2 separate regions of the Mus musculus genome follow, and region 1 is linked to region 2. The links are chromatin contacts, called in public Hi-C maps. All regions are on one chromosome and are shown on one strand. Each heading gives the region's core, a stretch centred on a gene start, on an enhancer-like site or on the middle of the called end of the contact. The rest is flanking DNA. Distances are from core to core; before and after follow the strand shown. Region 1 overlaps Zic4 (zinc finger protein of the cerebellum 4). Region 2 has its middle 41 kb from the start of Gm26101.

What was found. A called contact is a pair of places that touch in the nucleus more often than the background predicts.
Region 1: a Hi-C map of cerebellar granule neurons shows a contact between it and region 2, with 4 times the contacts expected there. The contact joins two enhancer-like sites. A contact is called at or near these places in 3 of 484 Hi-C or Micro-C datasets (brain, cerebellar granule neurons and cerebellum).

The regions. Positions count from the first base shown.
Region 1 is chr9:91,380,093-91,384,737 of GRCm38.p6, forward strand. It overlaps Zic4 (zinc finger protein of the cerebellum 4), which reads left to right. Exons shown (of 3, transcript NM_001374749.1): 2 at 3,922-4,237. Among named protein-coding and RNA genes, the nearest start is that of Zic4, 4.4 kb to the left of the region's middle. Within about 2 kb of position 1,574, at least 77 of the 459 cell types and tissues checked have an H3K27ac peak or open chromatin away from gene starts, as enhancers often do. A contact at or near this core is called in cerebellar granule neurons and cerebellum, where this site is marked.
Region 2 is chr9:91,796,982-91,801,467 of GRCm38.p6, forward strand. No RefSeq gene overlaps it. Among named protein-coding and RNA genes, the nearest start is that of Gm26101, 41 kb to the right of the region's middle. Within about 2 kb of position 1,365, at least 7 of the 459 cell types and tissues checked have an H3K27ac peak or open chromatin away from gene starts, as enhancers often do. A contact at or near this core is called in cerebellar granule neurons and cerebellum, where this site is marked.

The DNA.
Region 1 (4,645 bases), core at 324-2,823, 420 kb before region 2:
CTCTTCTGGCCAGAAGCATCTAATTAATACAATTGCAAGAAGAAAGTTTTCACACTTTCAGAACAGCCTGTGAAGTTACATTAATTAGTTTAGCAGCCACCGTTTGACTCTCCTTACTCCCCCCCACACACACACCCCTCCTCGCTTGAAGTTTAAGAAGTCAGCGTCTTCTCCCCTCCCCCATCTTGGAGGCGGGAAATGGGAAGAATGATGCAGAGATCAGAAGAATTCCATCTTGGTACTCTAGTTTTGCAGGCGGTAGCTTCCCTTTCTACAATTCTTGTTAGAACAGCAACCCTTTTCAGAGTCCAAGTCCCCGATAGTTGCAGTACCCGGTAAGAAGCTTGCTAAATCTTCCCACAAACTGCCTTCTCCATGAGGTTTTAGTGGTAGAACACTGGCATAGGCTGAGGCAAGACCAAAGTCCAGTTTGGGCTCTTGTTCTTTATTCCCCTAGCATGTCAGCAAACATCTTGTACGGCTTTCTAAAGCACGTTATGAGCTCTTCCCCCCACTCTCTCTCATCCCTTTGGTCCCCTCTCTTCCCGAGTTATATCCCCAGGGACAGAGGAATAAGTAAGACCAGGATTCCAGACCTCAGACTAGCTGCTCCAGAGGCTGGCTGCCAGCACCGGGAAAGTGGATGCGCAATCCGGGGCTGGAGAAAGAACTCATCTTTAATGACAGGGATTTTGAAGCAAACAAACTTATACTGCTCTTTGCCGGCCCACTGTTTGAAGTCTGTGAAGCAGAAAATGGTTAAATTCTTAGCGTAATCGACCTACATCAGAGAAGCAAAAGTGTGCCTGGCTGGCTCTCAGGTTTGCTTGGACTCAAGGCAGAATTCTGCGCGTTCTTTTCGGCCTCTGTCCTAATTCATTACAGCTTGGGTTTAAAAAAAAATGAAAGAGAGAAAGAAAGAAAGAAAGAAAGAAAGAAAGAAAGAAAGAAAGAAAGAAAGAAAGAAAGAAAGAAAGAAAGAAAGAAAGAAAAGAGAAAGAAACCAAACCATAGAGCCTTCCCTGTTCCGGTGTCTCCCTCAAACCTCCTAAGTAATGGGAAGAAAAGGAGGAGGCAAAACAGCAACAAAATGTTTCTCAAATGGCAATAGAACTCTCTACAAATTATTCATGAAGACAGTTTTCGATTCAACAGGAAAATAATTGCCTTTTCAAATATTAATGGCGTTTCATTTCCTTGAGTCGCGGAAGCGGCGATCAGGAGCAGATTTCTTAGCTGAGATTCTCCCGAATGTGACTTCCAGGCCTGGCTCTGGAGGCAGCGGGTGAAGAAGGTTTCACTCTGTGGCTGTGACAGAGACCGGGGAACAATGGTAGGGCGGCGAGGGGAGACGCGGGCCAGGAGCGCGCGCCCGGTCAACCTCCCAAACTGGCGCGCCTCCCGGAACCCCCGGGGCCCGGGCTCTCCCCACTTTTCCCCCGCAGTCAGTCAGCCCTCGCGGAGGGCGAGGGGGGTGCAGGCCCGGCTCCCGGGCCGCTCTGGGGCGGAGTCAGGGCGAAAACAGATCCAGCCACAAGTGCCAGAAAATGGCGCTGGCCTAGAGGCCCCCGCAGGCCGGCGAACTTGGCGCCCGCGCTGACCGAGGCTCTGCTCGCTCTGAAGCCCGGGCCGAGGACCAGGACCGGGGCCAAGGCCCCAAGCCGGGGTCGGGAGGCTCGCGGCCTAGGCCTCCAGCCTGGCCTCCCTCGGGTCGTTCCGCGGGACCCAGGCCCGGCCCCGCGCCGCAGGGTCCACCCTCCCACCTAGAGCGTCTCTCGGGGGAGATGGGGGAGGGGAAGGGGAAGGGGTGGCGGGGTGGCGGGGCGGCGGGGGTGGGAGGGTCGTGGCGCTCGGAGCCCAGGGCGCCTCCTGCAGCAGGGCTACGCTAAGGCCCGCCTGCACCCGGCCTCCCAGGGGCCTGCTCACTCCCCGGTACTGATGCGTCTAGGCTCGGTACCTGTTCTTTTTTCTTCCCCGTTTCTCGTCTGGAGCGAAATACTCGTCTAGTTTACGCGACGAGACATTGGAATGGGATATGTGGCAGCAGAATCCCCCCCCCCCCAACTCCGTGAGGGAATTCTATCTTCAAAGTCTAACCTCAAACTCTATCCCTCAACCCACAAAAACCTTCATTTGTAGGTTGCAATTGATTTTTTTTTACAAGTTATTTTATGAAGAAAAAAAATAAAATAAAAAGAGGGAGGAGAGAGAAAAGTTTGGGTTTTCCAAACGCTGGTGGAGTCAAAGGAGAGAGATCTGGGGACAAATAGGGACACTGATTTGTTCATTATACATCTCCAATGTTTCGTAAGACTGTGCCTTGTCCTGTGAAAATGGCAGCGGGCAACATCTTCCAGAGGACCCTAGTGTACCAGCTCTACTACCGCGAGGGTGAGCACCATCAGTGGGCAGTGTGAGGGAGACGGGTTCGCCTGATTTTTTGCCTAAGCCAAAGGCAGGTTACATGCAAACCTCTATTTAAATCTGAGCGCCAGTGCCACGGCGGAATGGAGACTGTTGATTATATCAGGGAGTCTTCCCTGCAAACCGGGAAAGAAGCGATCACAAAGCCAACAGAGGCTCATCTTGTGTTCAGTCTTATGCTAGAGAAGTTTTAGCACCCCTGATCACCCCCAGGACCTTCAGTTGCTAAGATCACAGACACCTCTCCCTTTCCTTTTCGAAACAACCTCAGCTGAGCCAGAGATTTAGGGTTCTGGCTTCTGGGAGGGTCTGTGGTGGGAGTGGGGGTCATTTTCTCTTCCATAGAGCAGCAAATTCAAGCAGCAAGAAACTCCTGGACCGAGCCTTCCTCCAACCAATATTCCCAGCTTTGTGTGCGTTCTGGCCTTCCTGAATTTTGCCTAGACCTGCGGTATACCCGGTGGGCCTGGCCTGCTCCTAGCAGCCACTCACCCGAAGCTTGCCACAGTCAGGGCCGTGATTTCAACAGATTTAAGATCCCTCCTGGCCTGAACCGATTTTCATTTTCATCTATCAGCCTCTGGGCTCCTCTGGCCTGCGAGGTGGAACAGGCGGGCGGGTAATTGTCTGGGGAGGATCATAGACCTGGAATTGTCAGTTTGGACTGAGAGGGTCCCCTCTACACTCGATAAGGTCTCCGCGACACTGCTGGATCCGTATATTAAATAAATATTAATATTAAATAAATATTAAAATCGGCGAACACTATCTCGAGGAATTTCGGATAGACTAGGCAAGATTTGAAGAATGTTGGAGCATATTTGCCTTCAATGGGTAAAGTGGAAAGGAGAGGGGACTCTATTTTCTGGAAAATAACCTTTGGGGTGAATCGTTGCTCAGAACGTTTCTCACACTGCGCACACGCATGTGCATCCGCCGCTGTTCATCCTTTCAAATCCTTCCGTTGTTTGGCACTTGAACAAAACCTACTTTAGAAAACACTTTGGACCAGGCTGGAGTATGCGTCCGGCGGATTGCTGGGCATGGCTCACTAGGGCAGAGACAGATGGCTTGGGCAGTAACTTCAAATCCAGAAAATCTGAGCTTCTCAATAGCCTCGATTCCATGGGTAAAGGTGCTTCTGTCTCCACATAGATAAAAGTTGGAGGAAAACAACCTGCCTGGATAAGGATTCTCAAGAATGGAAATGACTATGATGGAGTCATTGTCGCTCCTCCTCCGACGCCCCCACCCCCGTCCCTAGGCCCAGGACGGGGAGGAGTTGGGGTTGCACTCTGTAGGACTGGGCTTCATTTCCTCGCGGGGTGGGGGAAGGGTGTCAGACCTAATGCACAGGGGAAAGTAATTTCTGAAAATCTTCTGTGGGTCTTTTGCTGAAAACAAAAGAGCAATGGGGGTGGGGTGGGGGCGGTTTACAATACTGAGATTGGGACACAGCCCACATCCTACTAACATCTCTGCGTTACCTCCCCCCAGGCGAGAAACCTTTCAGATGTGAGTTCGAGGGCTGTGAGAGGCGTTTCGCCAACAGCAGCGACCGCAAGAAACATTCGCACGTGCACACGAGCGACAAGCCTTATATGTGCAAGGTGCGCGGGTGTGACAAGTGTTACACGCACCCCAGCTCTCTGCGAAAGCACATGAAAGTTCATGGTCGCTCACCGCCACCCAGCTCTGGCTACGACTCGGCTATAACGTCTGCTCTCGCGTCGCCCTCGTTAGAAAGCGGCCGTGAGCCCTCAGTGGCTTGCTCTGCGGCGGTGGTTGTGCGTGGCACAGACGTGAGCGAATGGTACGTGTGTTCGGGCGCCTGGACCAGTGGTGGCTGACTCTGCAGCGCCCCCACCCCAGCCTATCGTCGCCACCTCTGGGCCCAGCTGCAGCCACCGCCGCCTCCAGTATCAGGGCTGCTGCTTTCCAGCGAGCTGCTCTGGTTTACGCCGGTCTAGGCCCGGCCACTGAGGCTTCAAGAAGTAGACAAGGAACGAAGGGAGGGAGAGTAGAAGGGCAGACAAGCAGATAGACCACCATTAAAAGTTATTGAATATGCTGATACTAGATCACTATATGAAAACATAAATGCAGTCATTCTATAGTCATATCCTGTATGCACTTTGCCCATGGAACCAATGTCCAAGATAAATAGATTAAAAACAACAACAACAATAACAACAAAACTTATTAAAATTTATTCACAATT
Region 2 (4,486 bases), core at 115-2,614:
TCCTGCTTTGCATCCTCTGCATCTTTGTAGAGAATCTCAGGAGCCATCCAGAGTTCTTCAGGCACAGAAGGTGGGGTTCTCTGTTCCTTCCCTCTGCTCTGCTCCCAGCATGCCTTTCACTCTCTCGTTCTTTGATTGTGATGGTGTTGTTTTTCTCTATTCTGTTCTTTTCTGGGTATGGAAGCATAAACGCTGAATTAATCCAACTTAGGTAGCCCTTAGGATAATTTTTTAAGCAGCAGGAAATGGGCTATCTAGCTGCGCAGATAATGATATCAGCTGCTTCCTTCCAAAACAACAGGTGCTTTGGCAGAAAATGTATGTCATCACACTGGGACGATGACATCAGTTCATACTTCAGCTTAATTATAAACCACCTCCATTAATCCTCCAGTAATTAAACATTTTGTGTGTATTGCAAGGTGAAATGTAAAGTTAAAGGTGCCCTGTAATTCATCACAGGATTTAAGAAAGCATTTTCTTCACAGGGTATTTCCTATACACAACAAAACAGATATTTCCAAAATCTTTGTGCCATACTAGAAAACTAAATTTCTTTCTTCTTTTAGAAAATTATAAACACAAAGGTAATTAATAAAATGCACCATTTTTATATGTATTATTCATTTAAGAATACAAGGAACAAAGTAGTTAATGCAGGCTTTATATGATTCAGAATTAATTAAAAAACCTCTTTAATTATTTAAAATATTAAATATTCGAGGAAACTAAAGAATTACTATTTTAGTTTTGTATTTTCAACAAAAACATGAAATATGCTTATTTGTATTTTAATAAAAATATCTAAACTAGTTATACTGATGAGTGTCATAAATATTAGAAATTAAGGTGCTTTGTTAAGCATGAAACATTTTTTCATAAATATTTGGATCATTGCTTAAATTTTCAATATTTAAAATTTTCATGGGAACATTTTTGTGCTATGATTAACATAATGAGATGCAAAAAGATATTTTATACATAAAACTTTTCTTGCTTCAAAATATAAATACAATAAATAAAAAGCATACTGGATCTTCCTTTTAGCTTTAAGAGATAAGGCTGTCAATTTATTTGAATTTGTTGTTTTCTTCAGGGGTCACAAAGCTTCTAAGCAAACTGTTTATGAGGAATATGAGTATCTAAGGACCTAACCACTCAAGAATCAATCTATTCTTCATTTGCAACCAGGTAAGGCCCATATTGGCATCTTTGAAATTTCTGTACACAGCGCTTAACAATTTAGCTAACATGATTTTTGCGGAATGACAGAACAGCGTTTAATACAATTGTTCCCATTAAGAAATAGCTGTTCCCGAAGATCTTAGTTATTCACTGTATATCCATTTAAAAGTCCACCTTCATAGATAGAAATGGAGTAATCTCTGGGGTGTTGCCAAATACATCATTCACTCTTTATCACAAAGCTGTCATAACAAGCTGCAGAAAATTGTTCTTAAACAGATTAGTTTTTAAAAAAACGTAACCAGTTAACAAGACTTTCTCTCTTTGTAGATGCAAAATGATAAATCCATCTAAGAAGAGTTTTATTTTTTACAAGTGAACTTAGGCTGGATTTTTTTTTTTTTTTGTGGATTTAGTTGGAGCATTTGGGGGAGCATATGGAGCTCTCTGCGGCGCCACGGGACCACGCGGTTATGAAATCTGATCAGTGCTTCCCCAGTGACAGCTGTGCCTTTACACCATCAGAAAATTTTCAGACTTCTAATTTGTCATAACTACCTCCTGTGGAAAGGAAATATGTTATGTAGCCAAACAAAATTTTTTTTAGTGCTCAGCCCTATAAACAATTCCTAAGCTTCATTTTTTGTGGTTCACTGATGCAACTCTCACACCAAAAACATACAGAGCCATCAAAAGCTAGGGCGAGCTACTGTTGCCCCACCCACTCAAAAAGCATTCTAATGGCAATGCGTCTAGAGAAAGATTCTGTCACAGAGTTTAGCAGTTTAAAGACATTGAACTCTTGGTTGATTTCAAAAACCCACGGAAACCGTTGAGAGGTTTTAGTCTGGATTCTCTGAACACTTGTCTCTCTCTTCATCAAACACTCTTTGGAGTGGCTGAATATTATGTTGTCCTCTTAGGCCCTGCTTCTTTTTACATGGAGAGTCTGAAGTGCAGATACTTCTACCTATTAGCTTGTCATGCCTTGATCCAGCCACTTAAGGAAGAAGTATTTACTCTTCTCCCATGTGAACACTTATGCAGGGTTCCATGTTGTCAGTCTTCTTATAGCCCCACTGTGGAGAGAGACCATAGGATGCAATTCAGATGTTATCAACCCAACTGTCATTGAAGATGCAACTTCAAGTTTGATATCAGCATCTATTTCTGGACATAAGTTTGTTTGGGAGTTTTTTGAAGTGTCACCTCATTAGACAAATGAAATATTCACGTATACTTCCTCTTGCTAAATAGGTGAGTCTCACCACCTTTACATATAATCAAGATAAACGTCATGGTTGTCTTTCCTTTTACTTCAGGTTAGCTGTGCAGGCATTAGGACTACATATACTCTTCCTTCATTGTTCAGTGTTTCATGCCCATTACGAAGTGTAAAACAAAATCTTCTACAATATCAAGAATGACTCACATATGCAAACATCTATTCTGCATTCCTCTTATATCTGGTAGGACATAATAAGCAAATGAAATAGTAATTTATCATAACTAAATTAATTTAAATCTAAATGAATTAAATGGACTAACTAGCTCACATATCAACTGATTAAAATATCTTCACGGTAGAGACAGTGTTTATTATTGCCATTTTTAAGATAAGGAAAACAATACACCATTGAGGTAAAAAGAAATTATAGTAGATTTAGAGGTTGAAACCATTTTGTCCTATGTAGTACCAATGCTAATCAGCATGAGGAAGTATGAAAGACTCAATTTGGAATCTGAACTTGACACTGATAAAAGATAAATGGACACGAGTTCTATTAGTTCTTCCAATTGACTTAGCTCATGACACTAACAGTACTGCTTGCTGAGTCTTGGTTGTTATATCTTTAACATAACAGGGTGAGACTGGTAATATCTTTTTTATAATAAAATTGTATGCTGTAGATTACAATATAGAGTCATTTGTGCAGACATAAATCATTTTACATATGCTGTTTATCTCTAACTTCTCATTTCCTCATGGTTAATACTTTGTACACAGTTTTTAACCCATCATATACTGATAAAAGAGGGACAGTAAATCAGTCAGATAATCACATCAAAGCCATGATAATAGTCTATTTCTTTTCAACTCTACATCCATATCCTTAGAATGCATCTTTTTAAAACTTACTTAATCTGCAAATAAAAACTTAGATACAAATTTGAGGCTGTGGAAATAGTTGTTCTGATAAAGTGGTTGTTCCACAAGCATAAAAACCCAAGGTTGATCCCCAAAAGCCACATAAATATTTCTAGAAGTGCTGGCACACACTTGTGAAACCACCATTGGGAAAGTAGAGACAGGTGGATGCCTAAGTCAAGCTTTAGGCCAAGGAGTGACCGTGTCTGGAACAAACAAATAAAAGAAGGCAGACAGCTTCAGCTTCAGAGAAACATCATTAGAGATTGACCTCTGCCTTCTAAATGAACAACAACCCCCAACACACACACACACACACACACACACAAATGCAAACAAAAGCAAAAGTCATATGTTTTGCCTAATGTGATAAGACTCTGCCAGCTATAGCTTAAAAATAACATTTTCTTTAGATGAGGATGCCAAGTATTTGAATAAATTCTTTATATTTCATTGATATCTTGAAATGTACCTATTCTGAGAAAAGGATAAATGTTGTCATCACATTTTATAAGGCAAAAAGGGGCATATAAACTTTGCTGTAAGCCAGTGTACCAAGGCCATCCTAACATTATCTATCAGACCACCTGCTAGAGCATGTTGGCAAAAGGAGAACATAGCCCTGATCTGGTCCCACAGTTAGACTCTATTTGCTGTGGAGTTATTTGGTGCAAATCAGTCATACACAAATAAGAAAATATTAATATGATGGTCTCTATGTTAATGGATGGCAGTTTGGTAGAAATATGTGGCAGATACCCAGAACAAATAAATGTCTCTCCAAGCAAGCACAAAGGTCTGCCTCTTTTATCTATTGACCCTCTCCTAGAATGGGGTTCAATAGAATTGGCTTGCTGGTTGATCACTCAAGTATCCATATTGAATATTACAATTTTGTCTCTGGCTGACACAGTAATTAAAATTGACTACAGGAGGCAAGCTTTGATAAATTTAAATCTTTGTTGTTGAGCCCATACATAACATTCTGTCTTTGTAGTCATGAATGAATAAGAGAAAGGTTAAATTGGTACCCATAGAGGATACCTGGTTGAGTTGACTACTATGATCTTTTTTGTCCAGGTCACTTTTGGTGAGCACTCACATAGGAAATAAATGTTTTGATTTGTTTTGCACACTCCTAGGTGTTTCTCC